Regions from separate parts of the Sus scrofa genome. Here regions 2 and 3 are each linked to region 1. A link is a contact called in public HiChIP or PLAC-seq data. All regions are on one chromosome and are shown on one strand. Each heading gives the region's core, a stretch centred on a gene start, on an enhancer-like site or on the middle of the called end of the contact. The rest is flanking DNA. Distances are from core to core; before and after follow the strand shown. Region 1 holds the start of PTPDC1 (protein tyrosine phosphatase domain-containing protein 1). Region 2 holds the start of ZNF169 (zinc finger protein 169). Region 3 has its middle 10 kb from the start of MIRLET7A-2.

Evidence for each region. HiChIP or PLAC-seq counts read pairs in DNA pulled down with a chosen protein or histone mark.
Region 2: an H3K27ac HiChIP or PLAC-seq map of alveolar macrophages shows a contact between it and region 1. The contact joins the promoter of ZNF169 here to the promoter of PTPDC1 in region 1. A contact is called at or near these places in 1 of 5 promoter capture datasets (fetal skeletal muscle), 6 of 47 Hi-C or Micro-C datasets (blood, embryonic fibroblasts, liver and 3 more) and 2 of 2 datasets of contacts at active chromatin or transcription factors (alveolar macrophages and skeletal muscle).
Region 3: an H3K27ac HiChIP or PLAC-seq map of alveolar macrophages shows a contact between it and region 1. The contact joins the enhancer-like site here to the promoter of PTPDC1 in region 1. A contact is called at or near these places in 1 of 5 promoter capture datasets (fetal skeletal muscle), 6 of 47 Hi-C or Micro-C datasets (embryonic fibroblasts, epiblast stem cells, liver and 1 more) and 2 of 2 datasets of contacts at active chromatin or transcription factors (alveolar macrophages and skeletal muscle).

What each region holds. Positions count from the first base shown.
Region 1 is chr3:43,319,757-43,322,848 of Sscrofa11.1, forward strand. It overlaps PTPDC1 (protein tyrosine phosphatase domain-containing protein 1), which reads left to right and starts at 1,635. Exons shown (of 10, transcript XR_002342485.1): 1 at 1,635-1,763.
Region 2 is chr3:43,501,827-43,504,918 of Sscrofa11.1, forward strand. It overlaps ZNF169 (zinc finger protein 169), which reads left to right and starts at 1,399. Exons shown (of 2, transcript XM_021087016.1): 1 at 1,399-2,914. The coding sequence starts at 2,824.
Region 3 is chr3:43,454,168-43,457,259 of Sscrofa11.1, forward strand. No RefSeq gene overlaps it. Among named protein-coding and RNA genes, the nearest start is that of MIRLET7A-2, 10 kb to the right of the region's middle. Within about 2 kb of position 1,639, at least 81 of the 83 cell types and tissues checked have an H3K27ac peak or open chromatin away from gene starts, as enhancers often do. A contact at or near this core is called in alveolar macrophages, embryonic fibroblasts, epiblast stem cells and 3 more, where this site is marked.

The sequences.
Region 1 (3,092 bases), core at 385-2,884:
TTTTAGTGCTCTGAGCCATAAAGTGATCTACTGAGCTAGGTCTAATCACACATCAGTTTTCAGAGATTCAAATCTGGGAAGCAAATAAATGGGGGGGGGTGTAAAAAAAAAGACTGAGTATTAAAAAACAAAAATGCTTAAATAACTATCATTTTAATGTAACCTAACTTGTAACCTTTTTATTCCTTAAGAAAAAACATCATTTTGAAAGTGTTGCCAGAAATATCAGTTAGTGAAAATAAAGTTCTCTTGCAAGTGGCTCTCTTAGTGGTCCTACAAGAATTTAAGAACAAAGCTCTGTTTTTAGTCCATATCACCCACAAAATTGTATCAACAATATTGTTCCTTATCATGAACACAATGAAACTTTTACTCCTATGGTGGCTGTAAAATGAGAGAAATTATGTTAGCATGTGAAGTCTATTTTACTTTCACCATCACAAAACCTTCTACTCTAAAACTCCCCATTTTATTCTTTAAGAATGACTCAGGGAATTCCCGTCTTAGTGCAGCAAAACAAATCTGACTAGGAACCATGAGGCTGAGGGTTCGATACCCAGCCTCGCTCAGTTGGTTAAGGATCCTGCGTTGCGGTCACCTGCGGTGTAGATTGCAGACCTGCGTGGCTCGGATCTGGCATTGCCGTGACTCTGGCATAGGTCCGCAGCAACAGCTCCGATTCCACCCCTAGCCTGGGAACCTCCATATGCTGCGGGTGAGGCCCTAAAGACAAAAAAAAAAAAAAAAAAAAAAAAGAAAGAAAAAGAAAAAATTACTCAGACTCACAGGAATAAATTTGATACCTAATTTTCATTTTGTCCTTCCTTCTTCAATATTTTGATTAGAAAGCCAGAATTATTTGGCAAGAGATGTAAAACTACTTAAAATTAGGGTTTATATGTAGTATTATATGTAGTATTCATTTTTTAAAATAATGCACCTTTGATTTAAACAGATCAAAAGTGAAGTGCACCAAGTGCAGCCTTAGCTTCTGCATACTATTCCTGGGGAGGACGGAGGATCAAAGCGAGACCTGATTATCTCTCCTTCACCAGGCCATTTAGTGGCATCTCTACATGGTGGATAATGTGAATTGGTATTCACCAGTTCCATTCCATCTACCTTTTGGCTGGGGATGTGGCAACTACACTTCCCATATTCCCTTTAAGTTATGTTCTTGTGTGAGTGAGGATTTTGAGACGTGGAGCTGGAAGTGAGGCACGGGTTTTCTACCTTCCCCGTCAGCTCTTTCTACCAGGAAGCGGAGTCGTGGATATGTTAAGGTTTTTCTACACAGTTCGCCAGTATTCCTTCTCCATCCTGGGGGACTAGAGGTTATTACAGCAACTGCAGCAACAGCACCCACTGGCTTTCCATGCCTGGATCATCGCTAACGGGCGTCTTGAGATCCTTCTCCTACCGAACTGCGGCGTGGCCCGCAGAGAGCACCTGGAGTCAGAGCCGGACTTCAGTTACAAGCAGCCACGCAGAACCAAGGCAGGGCCCACCCAACACGCTCAGACCCCCGCCCCCTCTAGCGGCCCAGCAGTCCGCCCGCGCCGCAGTAGCCAGCTCACCCCGCCGCCCGCAGCCGGCTCTGAAAGCGCCGGGAGCAGCCAGTCGCGTCACGGACCGTCTCGAGCTTCCATTGGCCAGCTCGCGTCACATGCGGAAGCGCGCAGCGGCGATTGGTGCGGCGCGAGGCGTCGGGGGGCGCCGGCACAGCGGAGGAGCGTCGCTTCATCTCCGAGCGCCTGGCTGCGGTGAGTGGCGGGCGGGCTGGGGGATTGCGGCGTTGCGGTTGCCGTGGGGGCGGCGGAGCCTCCGGAACGCCCTGGCGTTCGGTTGAGGCTGGGATCAGCCAGGCCAGCAGCCCGGGGCGAGTGGGGCGGGGCCGGCGGGGAGGCTGCAAAACTGACCCGCTCTCCGGCTGCGAGGGCTCCGGATGCCGATGCCGAGCAGGGCTGGAGGCGCGCGACCTGCGGTTAACACAGCTGCGCCAGAGACTCCAGCTGCGTCCTTAACGTCCGGTTCCTCACGTGGTGAGTGTTGGAGGATACCTCCATGAGCGGGATTGGCCTGGGTTTTGGAGCTGCAGCGCAGGGGCGCGAGAGACCGCCCTCGGCTTCCGCCGGCCCCCGCCCAGGACCCGACCTGATCTCTAGAAGCTGAATGTGGGCATTCTCCTGTAGAAGCTCCAGTTTTCTAAGTGTTAGGAACTAATTCGAAGTAAATAAGTAAACACAGTGGGAGCCAGACCATCACTTTGTGACTCTGACGTGGACCTAATTCTGCTCCTAATTTGTGCAGTGCTCTTGACCAAGTCACCTCTCCGTAGGATGGACGTTTTCAACATGAGTAATAGTGCTCATATTTGGGGGGGGGGGGGGGCGCGGCAAAAGGTTTGTTCTTTCCAAAGGGCCACAGAACATGAGCAGATGCACCCACTATCTGTGGCGTTAAAATGTTAATGGAAGCTGAGAAAATGTCTAAAGGGCTCCTAGGGAAAACGGGGAAAAAAGATGAGAAACACTGCTTTAAGGGAAGAGAAACATTTCCGTGATAGTTGTATGTATTAAAAGATTAAAACAAACTGGCGTTCATAGACTGAGTTGGAAGAATGTCAGAGGCCATCTAACTATTAGAAAAGTTTTGTGACATCACACAGATACACTCGTAATTTTACTTGGTCTCTAAAACAAACTGGCATTCCACTTTATATAATGAGAAAATCGAGGGTCTTCCTGCAGTCAGAGCTATTAAATTGAAGACCTGGAATTTAAACTCAAGTCTCTGTGGCTACAAACCAGGGATCAAACCCGCAACCTCGTGGTTCCTAGTCGGATTCGTTTCTGCCGTGCCAGAACGGGAACTCCAAGATCTTGCCTTTTATTCTTTTCTTTTCTTTTTTTTTTTTTTTTTTTTTTTTTTTTTTGTCTTTTTGGCTTTTATGGGGCCGATCCCGCGGCATAAGGAGGTTCCCAAGCTAGGGGTCGAATCAGAGCTGTAGCCACCAGCCTACGCCAGAGCCACAGCAACACGGGATGGGAGCAGCGTCTGCAACCTACACCACAGCTTAGGGCAACGCCAGA
Region 2 (3,092 bases), core at 149-2,648, 180 kb after region 1:
TTTTCCAGGTTCCTCTCTTGCTACAACGCATTTTGGCTCAATCACTCTTCCTTCAATTAAATGAGATTTTGTAGCATCAACTTCAGTTATGGAAGAAAAAGTTACAAAACCAAATACTCTTGATTATTTGCTTGCAGGATTCCTCACTACCACACAGTCTGTAAGTTTTCCCCATGGCTCATAGTAGTTCGTCAGACTTTGCTCTGTTTCAAAGCTTAAGGCACCAATGTTTACAAAAACGTCCCTTTTCTCTCTCAATAGCAGGCTTGGTCACTTCAGCTGGATTTCCCAGACAGATGAGAGAGAAAGCCACCAAGGAGTATGAGCACACCTCTCCTGGCGCTGTTGTCTTGAGGCATTCTTTTCTTTATGGTCTTGGTTTCAGTACAACGCCTGCAGAGGCTTTCCATACCACAAGATGGTTTTCAAAATAATATTTCGTATTACATCTCTGATTTCGTTTTTTATATTTGCCTTGTGAACTAGCTTAATTTCTCCCAAATAACTACTTTTCAGGCTTTCCAAACTGATTTGAAATAAGCTTTCTCAATTTTCCTCCCTCTCTTCCTTATTAGCTAATTTATTGATGTTCCCTTAGTTCCATACAGCTGACTTGCATCACTGACACAGATTATTATACCTTTGTAACTCAAATAAAGCAAATTGAGGTTTTTATAAATTTTTAATTTTTTAATTGCTTTTTAGGGCTGAACCTGTGGCATATGGAGGTTCCCAGGCTAGAGGTCCAATTGGAGCTACAGCTGCTGGCCTACACCACAGCCACAGCAACACAGGATTCAAGCCAAGTTTGGATCTCAAGCTGCATCTGAGAACTACACCATAGCACACTAAGCGAGGCCAGGGAACAAACTCGCAACCTCATTGTTCCTAGTCAGATTAGTTTCCACTGGGCCACAATGGGAACTCCTGAGCAAATTGACTTTTATTAATCATTTTTTGATAAATATCATCAGTATAGCCATCCAGACAAACATTAGAATTACTTTGTGGTATTGAAATATATGCACATGCTATTTTAATTGAATTATGTTAAATTTAATGTTCATTTTATGAGAAATCTTGAATTTATCCTTCTTTAAAATTTTATGTAAGAATATGTATAATTACATATTATACATTTTACATACATGATGCATGCAGAAATGAAAGTGGGAGTTCCCGCTGTGGCTCAGCTGTAATGAACCCGACTAGTATCCATAAGAATGTGGGTTTGACCCCTGGCCTCACTCATCTGGCATGCTGTGATCCGGTATTGCTGTGGCTGTGGCATAGGCCAGCAGCTGCAGCTCCCATTCGACCCCTAGCCTGGGAACTTCCATATGCTGTGGGTGTGGCCCTAAAAAGCAAAAAAAAAAAAAAAAAAAGTTTAAGATTTTTTTTTGGCTGTGCCCACAACATACAAAAGTTCCCAGGCCAGGGATTGAAGCCACACCACAGCAGTGACCCAAGCCAAAGCAGTGACCATGTGGATCCTTAACCCATTAAGCCACCAGGGAACTCTAACTCTTAAGATTTCTGAAACGGAGTTCCACTTATGGTGCAGTGAAAATGAATCTGACTAGTATTTATGAGGATGCAGGATCCCGGCCTTATTCGGTTGGGGATCCGGCATTGTGGTGAGCTATGGTGTAGGCTGACAGCTGTAGCTCCGATTCCACTCCTTGGCCTGGGAACATTCATATGCCATGGGTGCAGCCCTAAAAAAAAGCAAAAATAAATAAAAATAAAACCTAAAAAAAAAAGGGTCTTTGAAACGTATTTGACACACTTCTCCCTTAATTTAAGATTCAATCAAGCATTTAGGCCTAATTTTGCTCCTATCATTCAGGCAAAACCCTGTATTTTTACTCCACACTATGCATGGGAATTATGATTTCCACTCTGTTAGGAACAGACACTGTTCCTGGCCCTATGTGAACTAAGGGTATTTCCCTCCTTCCTTTTCAGTTTCTTTCCTAGGGGTTGTACATGTGCATGCTGGTTGGCACCCAGTGGAACTTCAGGAAGAGGACCCTCACTGGATTTCCTTTCTCTCCCCTGTGACCTGAAATTTCTCTCCAACCAGTGATGCTCAAAGGCTTGCACCTGGTTCCTCACCCATTTATCAGGGTTCATTGCTCTTCGTTGTCTTACGTCCAGTGTCTTCAAACTTGTCATGTCATTTAAAAGTTGTTTTAGGCAAGGGGTTAAATCTGGTTCCCAGTACTCCATTTTGAGAAGTAAACAGGAAGTAACTTTAAAACACTTTTGTCAAATTCCTAGAGTCTCTTTGTAAAGACTTTATGTTCCTGAGATTCCTATTCTGTTACATATAACCCATGATTTTTGGACTAGTAAAATAATTTTTATTTTAGTTATTGTAGCCCTATATGTTTTCATGCTTACTTTTTCCTTTTTTTTTTTTTTTTTTTTCTCTTTTTCCCATTTTAGGGCCGCACCTGTGGCATATGGAGGTTCCCAGGCTTGGGGCTGAATTGGAGTTGCAGCTGCCTGCCCACACTGCAACGCGGGATCCGGGATCCGCTCCGAGCTCCGTCTGCGACCGACACTCCAGCTCACTGTAAGCTCCCGGATTCTTAGCCCACTGAGCAAAGCCGGGGATCAAACCCAAATCCTCATGGATACTAGTCGGGGTCATTGTTGCTGAGCCACACGGGAAGTTCCCCCAATTGGCTTGCCGTCATTACCTGGACCGCAGGTGCCGGAGGAGCAGAGGGATGGAACGCTGGAGCTGGCGGCCTTATAAAAGGCCTGGTCAGGTTGGGGGGTGGGGGTGTACCCGTGCCGCAGGGCATTGTGGGTATGGTAGTCCCACCCCGAGGAATTGTGGGTAGCGTACTTTCGCGCCGCCGGACCTTGGTTCGTGAGGCTTGGACGACTTTCCGAGCTTGTGGTGAGCTAGCCCACCTTTGGCCACTGGCTCCCTGGTAAAGCGGGTCGGGAAAGCCGGGCGAGGGCGGCGCGGTTGGTCCATTTTGGCTGCGGGTTCTTTGAGAGTTGATTTTTTTTTTTCCGGGCGGGGTCGGAGAAGCTGTGGGCAGAGGTCTTGGGTCGCGCTGGCCAGTGGTGCT
Region 3 (3,092 bases), core at 389-2,888, 130 kb after region 1:
CTGAGTGAGGGGCCATAGGGAGCAGCTGCACAAGAAGCCCCAGTCTCAGCTGGGTAGGGACAGTGATGGGGCAGAGGGTGTGTCTGGAGTGTGTTTGCTTTTCTTGGGTAATTGTGGTTGCAGGTTGACAAAGGTGGAGGGAGGGATCTGTTCTGGGGCTGCCTGCAGAGAGGTGTAGACAAGCAGAGGGGTCTGAGATGGCAAGGCCTTAGTGACCTTGGACCTCTGGGCCGGTTTAGGCCTGGCTACTCTTGGAACTCCAGTCTAGGAAGTTTGTACGTTTTCTCAGGACTCTGAACCTCCTCCTCTTCCTGGCCCAGCAGGCTGCCCCAAGCTCAAGGTTTTCCTCCTCTAGTTTCTTGTTCACTTCAGCCCACAAAATTAACTCTTCAGTTTAACTCCTTTTCCGTGTATTGCATTGTAGTAATACAAGTGTTAGATACTGCCACCTGAGATCGTAAATATAAACGCACCAGGTAAACTAAGTGCTGTTCAAAAACATTTCTATTATCCATTAGGATGAATTTTTGTGTTCTGTTTCTGCTTTTTTAAAACCTTGTGCGCAAAGTTAACAGTGAGGAAAGACAGACTCAGCTTGTGGGGCTCCCAGCCATTGAGAGACCTGAAAGTTTACCTAAGCAGTGCTTTCCGGGGTCCTAGTTTGGGAGGGTCATTATTGGAACGGAGGAATGATATTTTCAGCAAACGTTAAAGTAGGAAAATTAAACATTGCTTTGAAAAGACAAGACTCTTCAAAACTTGGGGCCTTCGATTGGCTGCCTCATCTACAGCTGCGTAAACTGAAGCAAAGTGGGTGGGTCTACTTGAAGCCTCAGGGGGCGGCGGGCGGGACAGTCCTTGTGGGGGTCGCACGCAAGACGTTCCGGCAACCAGGGGGCCAGGCACAGCCGCCCCCAGCGAGGCCAGCGACCACGTGACAGCGCCGATCGATCACGAGCGGACTGCAAGACCCCGTGCCACCACTCTCCCGGCGGTCCAATAAGAAATGGGGAGCGGGCAAGGTGGGTGGGCCCTGGTCGCCCCGCCCTTCGCGAGGCGGGTCCAGCCGCCGCCCTCCAGTGAGGTCCCAGCGAGCCTGGCTCGGCGGAGGCAAAGGGCAATGTTTACGTCAGTCAAACGGCCTCGCCAATGAGTTCGCGCGCTGCGCTCGAGCCCGCCCCTGCCTCGGCCTCCCGGCGCCCGCGCTCCCTTCCCTCCGGCCGCCGCGGCCCGCCAGCCCGCACCTCCATCCGGGTCTTCGCGTGCGACTTTCCGGTGGCTGCGGGCGGCAAGCGCCGGGGCCGGGCTGTCCCCGCGGAGGGCGGCGGCTGGCCGTTGGCTCTTCCACGAGCCTGAGGTGGGTACAGAAGCGAGACAGCGAGCGCGGGCCCGTCGCCATTTTTCTTCTCTCGGACCCCTGGCGGAGCTGGGAAAAGGGGACCGCGGCGGCCTGGTTGGTAGAGAGGCCTGGGGGCCAGAGCAGGCCGGGCTGGCGGGTGGCGAGCTGAGGCCGCGGGAGGCGGCGGCGCGGGCGGGGGATGGGCGCCGCGTGGCGCGTCCAGCCCCAACCCCCTCCGCTTCCCGCCCAGCGCCTCACGGACGGGGGGAGGGGTCATTCTTCACATTCTTCACCCAGCACCTCCCCCCACTTCAATCAAACTTGGGCGGGGGAAGTCCCGCCCCCGCGCCGTGCCCATTGGCCAGCATCTCCTCCTGCTTTGGCGTAACTGGCTGCGGGCGCCGCCAGGTCCCCCTGACGTCGCTTCCGCTATCAGGTTTGTGGGCCGGGGAGACCTTGGTCTTGGGGGCTGGGATGCTGGAGGGAAGGTAGGAAGTGCGGGGGAGGGCCGGGGCTCGCTGGCTGGCAGGCCCTGGGCTGGCTCCCTGCCTCTAATCCGTCCCACCAAGTGCAGCCTCCGGCCACGGAGCAGCTGTGCGACTGGGTCCAACCGGCGGCCGTCCTTGGCGGGGGAGGGGCCGGGCGGGCGGTAGGAAGTGGGATCCCGGGGGACGGTCTTGTGCACGGCGACCAGGGCCACCGCCAGCGGCCCCAGCACTGATTTGGGCTGCACACCCTGCAAGCGGGCTGGCTGATAAACGTTCCCGGAGGACTCGAGTGTGAGGAATGCGTAACCTTTATGTCCTTGGCTGGCAGTGGCCTTCGGTCTTTACAATTTTTACAGTAGGGACTGGCCCCCTGCCTTGTGTGTCAGAGTTGAGGGTGTGTTTTTGGCACATTTTTCAACTCTTAGGCTTTTTAAAATTGACTTTCCATTTATGAGCGGGTTGGCAAACGGCATCAGGGCATTGGGGATAGTGAGTGTGAAATTCTTAAAGTAAATCGGAAGACTGAATGATTTTTCTTTTTTTAACTTTATTGATAATGTATCGCTTTTTTGGCACTTCTAGTTAAAACCGCATTTAGCAGTCCTCGTTTATTTTTATTGGCCTGAAAATCATGCAGTAGTTTAAGAAAATGTAATGTTAAGTTCTAAATTTAAATGTAGTTCAGAAAAATACAGTAACTTTTTATCCGTTTTTCTGCTGTATAGTAGTCTGATTAGTTTATAGTATATTCAGAGTATTGTAGTTAAGGCAATAAAAATTTGTAAGTTTGGGTTTTTTTGAAGGTGCTTGATGTACTGTACACAGTTGTTAAAAGTATCGTTTTGAAACTTGTGGACTCTTTTGAGAGTAGAATGGTTAGCATTAACTAGAATGTCTTGGTTTAGAATACAGTACACTAGATATTTGTGTACCTTTTCTTTCAATAGCTAACATATGGTAGTTTTATAAATAATTGTAATTGCTCAATAGTGAGAGTTAGAAACCAGTATTTCAAACTGTAGGTGCTGGCTTACTGGGTCATAAAATCACTTTTAGTGGGTGGTGATCACAATTCTAAAAAAATAGAAAGTATTAGTTTGTTACATGAAACTGTTAATTCAGCTATATACGTATTTGCTCCTGTAAAAATACCTTTTTTGAGGGTATTTGGAAAAGTTTGAAAAACAGCCCTTCTGATGGGTATTTTTTTTGTTTATAGCACTAGTGTTCTCCTAAGAGTGTTAAAAGTAGCCCTGTTATATTTG